Regions from separate parts of the Mus musculus genome. Here region 1 is linked to region 2. Evidence: chromatin contacts called from public ChIA-PET data. All regions are on one chromosome and are shown on one strand. Each heading gives the region's core, a stretch centred on a gene start, on an enhancer-like site or on the middle of the called end of the contact. The rest is flanking DNA. Distances are from core to core; before and after follow the strand shown.

The links. ChIA-PET counts read pairs in DNA pulled down with a chosen protein or histone mark.
Region 1: an RNA polymerase II ChIA-PET map of effector CD8 T cells shows a contact between it and region 2, with 8 read pairs. The contact joins the enhancer-like site here to the promoter of Gzma in region 2. A contact is called at or near these places in 13 of 39 promoter capture datasets (the 3T3-L1 cell line, the SN4741 cell line, cranial neural crest and 8 more), 1 of 484 Hi-C or Micro-C datasets (embryonic stem cells), 4 of 115 datasets of contacts at active chromatin or transcription factors (the SCID.adh cell line, effector CD8 T cells and embryonic stem cells) and 2 of 9 other capture datasets (adipose tissue and embryonic stem cells).

What each region holds. Positions count from the first base shown.
Region 1 is chr13:113,240,408-113,244,625 of GRCm38.p6, reverse strand. No RefSeq gene overlaps it. Among named protein-coding and RNA genes, the nearest start is that of Gm41069, 17 kb to the right of the region's middle. Within about 2 kb of position 2,590, at least 43 of the 459 cell types and tissues checked have an H3K27ac peak or open chromatin away from gene starts, as enhancers often do. A contact at or near this core is called in the SCID.adh cell line, effector CD8 T cells and macrophages, where this site is marked.
Region 2 is chr13:113,098,436-113,102,421 of GRCm38.p6, reverse strand. Gzma (granzyme A) reads left to right here and starts at 1,441. Exons shown (of 5, transcript NM_010370.3): 1 at 1,441-1,540. The coding sequence starts at 1,471. It also overlaps a transcript of Cdc20b not described here.

The DNA.
Region 1 (4,218 bases), core at 1,341-3,840, 140 kb before region 2:
AAGTTTACATTTTCACCTGCCAGATCATCTATTAGGTCACTCATGGGCCTATGGGTTCTCGTTGGCTGAAGTAGAAAACTGAATTTCCAAACCTCAGACACACAGAAAATATGCCCAAGTTATTTAGTCTTTCTGTACCATTCATTAGTCTAATGTGCATTTATCACGGTCTATTCAAGGGCCACTTTTAACCAAGCAGTAAGACTCCTTATCCCCAAAAGCATTCAGGAAATCACCACAGCTTTTTATAAGCCCCTCCTGTCTATCAGTATGCTAGTTCATGTGAGCCCATGACAGTCCAGAATTCTGCTGTCCAAGATGTCAGCCAACTATGGTTATTTAAATTTAGATTTACTAAAAGTAAATGATAGTAAAGTTTCTTTTTCCTTCCCTCCCTTCTACCTTACCTTTTCCCCTCCCATCTCTTCTTTCTTTCTTTCTTTCTTTCTTTCTTTCTTTCTTTCTTTCTTTCTTTCTTTCTTTCTTTCTTCCTTCCTTCCTTCCTTCCTTCCTCCCTCCCTCTCCCTCCCTCCCTCCCTCCCTTCTTCCTTCCTTCCTTTTTTTTCCTTCCTTCCTTCCTTCCTTCCTTCCTTCCTTCCTTCCTTCCTTCCTTCCTTCTTTCTCTCAACTGCCCACTTTCAATTGTCATCAGACACACAAAGCTAGAGCTCCCATCACGGACAGTTCTAAATATTAACAGCCCCATCCCATCCCTTCACAGAGCTCCTTTGGGCGTGATGCTCCGGGATGCAGCTTCACCTGCTGCTGAACCTTCCAGGTGATTATTTATTAATGAAAGTTGCAGCTAAAAGTTCACATTTGCAGACCTCTCGGTTTCTGTTTGCTACAGTGCTAGGAACTCTCTTGGACCTGATCGCTCCTCTTTTCATCTCCCGCCCTCAAGTTTCATTCTGAATAAAGAGCATAAACCAGTTTGATGATTTGTTAGCACGTCCCTCAGGGACTGTGCCGACTTAGACAGGTTAACAGTGTTTCGTTCCTTCTCTTTCTCCGTCTCCTTTCCTTTAAAATGTCAAGCAGTTGCAAGTTGAGTTGGACACCATATATATAAGTATAAGAGAGTCGGTTGTGCAAAGATTCTATTGACTGGGCCAGGAAACTGGCAGGTTAAAAGCACTTGGTTCATATGTCTGATAATCCTCAGTTGGATCACCAGAGCCATGGGTGACAGGGAAAACTGACTCTTGGAAGATGTCCTCTGACCTCCTTTGGCACACTCATGCACACACACAAACACAAACACAAACACGCAGGCATAGATATTAGATACAATCATTTTTAATAACTTGAAAATTCTGTTTATGTTCAGATGATTTTGACATCACTTTTTGCTTATACAGCAAATTAAATATTGTTACCTCTTAAATATTGTGTTACCTCCCCCTACCCCCACCAGCCCCTCCACCTAAGGCACGGTAGCTAAAAAAGTTGCCCCGTTAAATTAATGACTGACTTAATTTAATCTAAGTACTGCCTTCAAACCTTTGCTCAAGGCACAGTAACAGAATGTAACCATTACAAGATAAACAGTGCCTGAGTAGGAAGAGCGGAGGGCATGCACTTAGCCAAAGAGTATCTTTTTAATTTATAGACATGTGGTCCTGGTATTAAACTGAAGATTCTTTTTCAAGCAAAGAAAAGATAGCTTCCATCTACCCACTTTGTTCCTGGGACGCCTTAGGTTTGATTCTAGGGAGAGGCGTTCTCTGCTGAGAAGGATTTTCATGTCCGTGGATCAGATCTCTTGCCAAGGTTTTACCATCACCTGAAGCAGTGCATGAAGCAAAATCACAAACCAGGCTTCCACCAAGCTCCACCCACTCCCTTCCAGGCTTAGATCTAGGCATGGGGTGAGCACTAGGCCCAGCAGCAGAGCCACCCAGCAGGACTTTGCTCTGCAGTTTCTCTCTTCCTTTATTAAACTCCCTAGCCTAGAGGCAGCCAGCCTAGTTGTTCCTCAGCTTCTCCATCTACAACATGCTTCTCTCACACAGAGGACACTGTGAAGACTGCACACTGTCAGACTTACAGAGCCCCCCTCCCCCCCCAAAGCCCTGGCACATGGTAGATGTATAATATTAAGAGTGCTAATTTTATCCCCTTTGTATTTGCATCCAATGAGCAGGGAAACAGATAAACCAAACGGCCACCGCTCACTAATAACTAACATCAGAGGCAGAATGTGGCAAATGGCTGGGAAGGTAACAAGCAAACGTGGCAAATGTCTTGTGAGTGCACAGGAAGGAGAGTGCTTCAGCGGCAGACAGTGTCAAGGAGGAAGCGGAAGTGGAAGCTTTTGTTTTGCAGAGTCACAAGATGCTGGGAAAGCAAAGGAGGCCAAGGCAGTCACTGGACTGATCCAAAGAGTGTATGTGTAGGTCGTACAGAGAGAGAGAGAGAGAGAGAGAGAGAGAGAGAGAGAGAGAGAGAGACAGAGACAGAGACAGAGACAGAGACAGAGACAGAGACAGAGACAGGGAGATAGAGCACCATGTGAACAAGGGAAAGAGGAAGGGAGAGAAAGGGAGGGAGGGAAAAGGAAAGGAGAAGGGAGGGAGAGAGGGGGGAGGGACAGAGACAGAGACAGGGAGATAGAGCACCATGTGAACAAAGGAAGGAGGAAGGGAGAGAAAGGGAGGGAGGGGAGTCCCTGTGTAGTATAGCCCTGAGATTGTAGAGCACTAGAAGATCAGTCTGGAAGCAGAGGGCATGAGCAAGCTGACAAAAGTTTCAAAGGCCAGTGCAGACAGACATGTGCTGCCTGTGGGCCACAGGCTCCACGGAACTCAGGGCTAGGAACGCTGCCCAACATAAACCGTAAACATACTTATAACATTAGGAGATCTATCTGGAAAGAGCAATTTTGGGGGCTTGACTAAATTGATTGTTTTGTTGTGTGTTTGTTTGTGTGTTTGTTTGTTTGTTTGTTTTTCAAGGCAATGTTTCTCTGTATAACAAGCCCTGAGTGTCCTAGACTTGCTTTGTAGACCAGGGTGGCCTCAAACTTACAGAGATCTGCCTGCCTCTGTTTCCCACCTGCTGGGACTATAGGCTTGCACCACCGTGCATGGGGCTGTAATTGTTTGATTCTTAAGTGTGGACTTTGTGCATGACAACACTAATATGTTGTCTCAATGTCAAACAGGGGACACACCTGGAATTTAATTAAACCTTGATAATTAACCTCATGACCTTGTTAATGGTCTCCTTTTCCCCTGCTGTGGCACATACAGAGAACAAATGTTTGTACAGCACAGTGTGTAGACAGGTGAGGCTGCCTTTGACAGAAGCTGCAGAGAAGCTCAAGGGAGGGCTGGAGTGGTGGCTCAGTGGTTAAGAGCACCAACTGCTCCTCCAGAGGTCCTGAGTTCAATTCCCAGCAACTGCATGATCTGCATGATGGTTCACAACCATCTATAATGGGATCTTTCGAGACAGGGTTTCTCTGTGTAGCTCTGGCTGTCCTGGAACTCACTCTGTAGACCAGGCTGGCCTTGAACTCAGAGATCCACCTGCCTCTGCCTCCCAAGTGCTGGGATTAAAGGCGTGCGCCACCACTGCCTGGCCTGGTGCCCTCTTCTTGTGTGTCTGAAGACAGCTACAGTGTGCTCATATAAATAAGATAAATAAATCTTTAAAAAAAAAGAGGTCACGGGATCACCATCTCCACACACCTGTAACTGCTGTGATAAACATGGTAGCACAACATTTGGGGTAAGGGTGAGATCCCTGCTCTAAGCAATGGGGACAGGAGAGGATTTGAGAACAGGCTGTTAGCACTGGGACTTCCTAGTCTCTTGTCAACAGTCCAAACCGTAAGTACATGTCTGCTGAAGTCCAGAGAGTGTTAGAAGACTCTGGGGGAAAGATATCCTTATATACTGAGCTTTGGCTCAGTCTTCTATTTACAAAACTAATTGTTTGAGTAAGGGTGTCCAACTTAATAGTATATTTGAATACATAGAAGTACAATTTACTTACATTCAGTTTCCTGGTAGGAATGGTGACACTCTTGAAATCAAAGCATGTCCGTGCCCGAATGGACAAGCAAGTTATCTCTTCCCCAGAACAAGAGAGTTACAGAAGGAAATGCTCCAATCGTTTGTCTGAACTGCAATCCTTCGCTTAAGCTTCAGTCCCTGGCTGTTACCCGTGCTCTCAATTTTCCTGACTCTGAGGGAAACTTTAAATGTGTAT
Region 2 (3,986 bases), core at 192-2,691:
AATGGAATATGGAGTGTAAAAAATGAGTTACAAATAAAATTAAATTTAAATGTATATATATATATAAAATATAACATAATAATAATTTTTAAAAGTCAGAATAAATGGAGAAAACATGACCACAGTTATATATAAACAAAACTGACAATCTTCCCCCCTTTTCATTCGGTGCAAGTGTGAATTTGTAAAAGGAAAAAAAAAAACTGACAAGAAAATTACTCATGAAAACCTGAAGCATGCTATCTCACGATCTCCTGCTATCTCACTGATGTTCCCGACAATGATGAAATGATAATGACCAAATGATAACGTGGGACCAAGAACCACAGGTGTCTCAGCAGGGGGCCCTTCTAAGGTCACGTGGTTTCTGAAGAAGTACTCAGTTGGCCTGAAGCCACAAGGTGTTAACGGTGGGGACGAGGGGCTTAACCAGACATCCTCGTGGGACAAACATAGAGCCGGCCCTGTGCCTCACGACAGAGACCACTTCCTCTACTCAGATAGAAAGCTCAAGACTTTCTACTAGAAACCAAGTCAGCACTGTCCTCCAGAGACGGACCATGGAGGATGTCTGTTTCAAGAAAGCAACTGTCCCTAATGCTGGGACAAATTAACCTATCCTTGATTACACGTACTTTATTATTACGGCACGAACTACTGTCCATAAATGTCCCTCTAGACCTCTGCTTGTATTCGTCTTATCTATTCTTATAACCCAAGAAAATAGGTAAAAAGAAATGTGCTTTGGGACCAATTTTAGGACTTTTTTTTTTAATTCCAAGTGTGTGTGTGTGAGAGAGAGAGAGAGAGAGAGAGAGAGTGTGTGTGTGTATACATGTGTATGCATATGCACGAAGAGACCAGAGATTGACCCTGGCATCTTCCTCAAGCAGTTCCCACTATCTTTTGAGACAGGGTCTCTCACTAAACCTGGAGGTTGCCAGTGCAGTTAGATCTTCCTATCTCTGCAGTTCTGGGATCACAGCCACACGCTATTGCACCCAGATTGTTTTGTGGGTTCTGGGGATTTGAACTCAGGTCCTTGTGTTTGTGTGGCAAGTACTTGAACAGATGATCTACCTCCTTAGCATCTAAAACTCTGATTTCTGGCTTTTCAAAGAGCTCCTACTAAGGGACCCTGAAGAAAATATGGCCATTGATAAAAACACCCCAACTGAGTCATTTCTAGTCCCTGCTTATGAACTACATTCTAATGGCAACACGATTCTCTTCCCTCTCAGCTTTCCCTAGGAGGCTACAAACCTCCATCTCCACCGGGCAGCACAAACTACAACAGCACTACTGCAGGTGAGGAGGGACAACGCCTACTCTCCCTATTTTAGTTTCATTTTCCAGCTCTACACCTGGACATTTGAAAGAGAAGAACAAAACCACATCCTTTGCACTCTCATATATAAGTAGAAAGAAACAAACACAGAGATCCCTGCTGATTGGGGTGGGAGAGCCACGATGAGGAACGCCTCTGGTCCCCGGGGGCCATCTCTTGCTACTCTCCTTTTTCTTCTGCTTATTCCTGAAGGTAAGACAGACTCATGTAATTTTCATCAAAACCATCATAGAATAGATTTGTGGGGTGCTTTCACCATGATGTCTTAAGTATAACTGAGAATACTCAAAGCCTGGGAACACTTAGCATTCATTTTTGAATTTCAGTAGTTTTAGAGGAAAAAATATGTATTCATAGTTTCTTTCCAAAAATTAGCAGAACCACCAATGGAGATTGCTGCCGATTTATAGCTTGAATATTGCCTTAAAAGGGAACTTGAGATGAGCAAAGAAATGAATGAAATACTCTTGAGTTGGGAGATCAACCTGTCTTCCAAGAGAGGTAATAGTGGTAAATGAGGCATCTCAGCCTTTCTTTCTTTGACTACTGTGCAGACAGCTTTGGAGAGGGTCACACCTAACCAAGCTGGACAGCAGAAGCTAATGAGGACTGTGGGGAGTTTCTCACTATTTCTCTTGGTTAGTGTTTTCCTGGCAAGTCTTCCTGACTCTGGGGAAGATCTCTCACACGGACTGCTTGGGAGAGCTGTAGTATTTTCTCTTCAGCTGTTCCTGCTATGTAGTGAATAGGAACCAATATTCCTGTCTGAGGGAAAGGACCATGCACTGGTGGGAATGCCATCATTGTTCTTGCCCTGACCCGGGAAGAACAACAGCTTCTGTGAGGTTCTCCATGTCCCTTGAAGAACCTGGTAGGAAGATTGGCGGGGGGTAAAAATGGCAGGCAAATATGGAAACCGCCAGGATTTACCCCAGGACAAATAAGCTTTTAGAAGTAGGAGATGCAGAGAGGAATCTAAAAGAAGTCCTAGGATTTAGCGTGTGACTAACAATGAAAGGGAATTTTAAAACAAGGTTGAAAGATGTTTGAGACCAAAAGTGGACACATGACCAGCATGGCAGTGCTATGAGATTAGAGCAGATTTTCTTTCCTCTTTATTCCTTTATAATTGAATTTTGGTTTTCTGAGGTTTTTTTTTTAATCCAATTATTTATTTTCTTCAAAGTAAACAGTAAGGACAACTTTTCCTTTTACACTTTGTTTTCCGTGTTCAGAGCAGCTGTGTGGACCCAGAAGGGAGGGAGCAAGAACGCAGTACGTCATATGCTGGACTAGTCAGAGCAGTCTGGCAGGCTTTTGAAACAATGTCTGAACACCCCAGCTCCTGCCTCACAAATTCTACTAATATGACTCTGAATGGGGTGAGCATTGCTGGTCTTTAAAGCTTTCCACCTGCTCTAATCCTTATGACGACCTTTTTAAGACTGGCTGGTGGCAACCTGGCCCTACTGCTCAGGCCAGCATGTGTGCTCAGAGCCAGAGCCCTACAGAAGAGAATCTCCTTGAATTCATCATGATGTCCACAGATAGTCCTTTGCAGTCCAGCTTTGTGAGAGTCACCCCAGGAAAACTAGGGATGTGGATAAATTCCCTTTGATTCTGTTCCATTCTATTTCTGAAGCCTAAAATTCTGCCTTCGTCCCAATTCCCTTATGGAAAGTGAACCCTGCCTTCTCTCTTCCTGCCTCTCACTCTCCTCAACCTGATGAGAAGTTCCAGGTCTACAACTGACACTTTGGGCCAGTAGTTGGACTTCGTTATGGAATAAGAAGTGTTGATCTCTACTCAAGCAAACATAACACTCAGCCAAAACGGGCAGAAGGGTTTCAGGAGAATCCAGGAATATTTTGCATAGAAGTTGAAATCCAGAAGCTCTGTCACAGGACACAAGGTCATTTCCCATCAACCATGCCTGCGTTGTGCCTCTCTGTCTCCCCATTCTCTCACAGTAGATCTATTAGCCTGGCCCATTTCATGCAAGTTCTGCTAAGGCTGATTATCTACTCATAGTTCCTCTGCTCCTTATAGTTCATTTGGAAAGGGTTTTAACTAAACCATGTTAGGTCTGGGGATTGAATGAGAACCTGAGGTGCAACCTGTGTTATTCTCCTGACTTGTGGATGAGAGTGCTGCTCTTGATACCTGAAATCTCACAGTGACCACAGTCTTCCTGAAGGGTCACAGGTAAAAGGTGCAAACATCAACTTGTATACTGTGATTTTGAACGGCCTCTGAGTGAAAGTGGGAAAGCAGCAGGCTTCTAAAAACCCACTCCTTGCCCTGCTTCAATTCACACTCATCCAGAGGGGAGTAGGGACACCAGGGCTTGCATAATCACCAGCAGCTCCTCTATAGCAACCACTGCTGGTGCTGACCACCGCACAGCTCTCTGCCCTTAGCAAACCCTGAGCTCTGAGACTACAGTTATGACAGATCTCCAGCTGAAAGGTTCCCAGGCCACCAGTGGCAGGCTCCTGTGGATGTGAGAGCAGGAGCCCAAAAGGGTCAAGACTTAGGGTGAGACTTCAGGACTACATTGGGTATAAATATAAGGTGATATCGAATTCTCTCCAAATTCAAAAAGCATGCCTTGTTCCAGAAATGTGGCTTTCTTGAG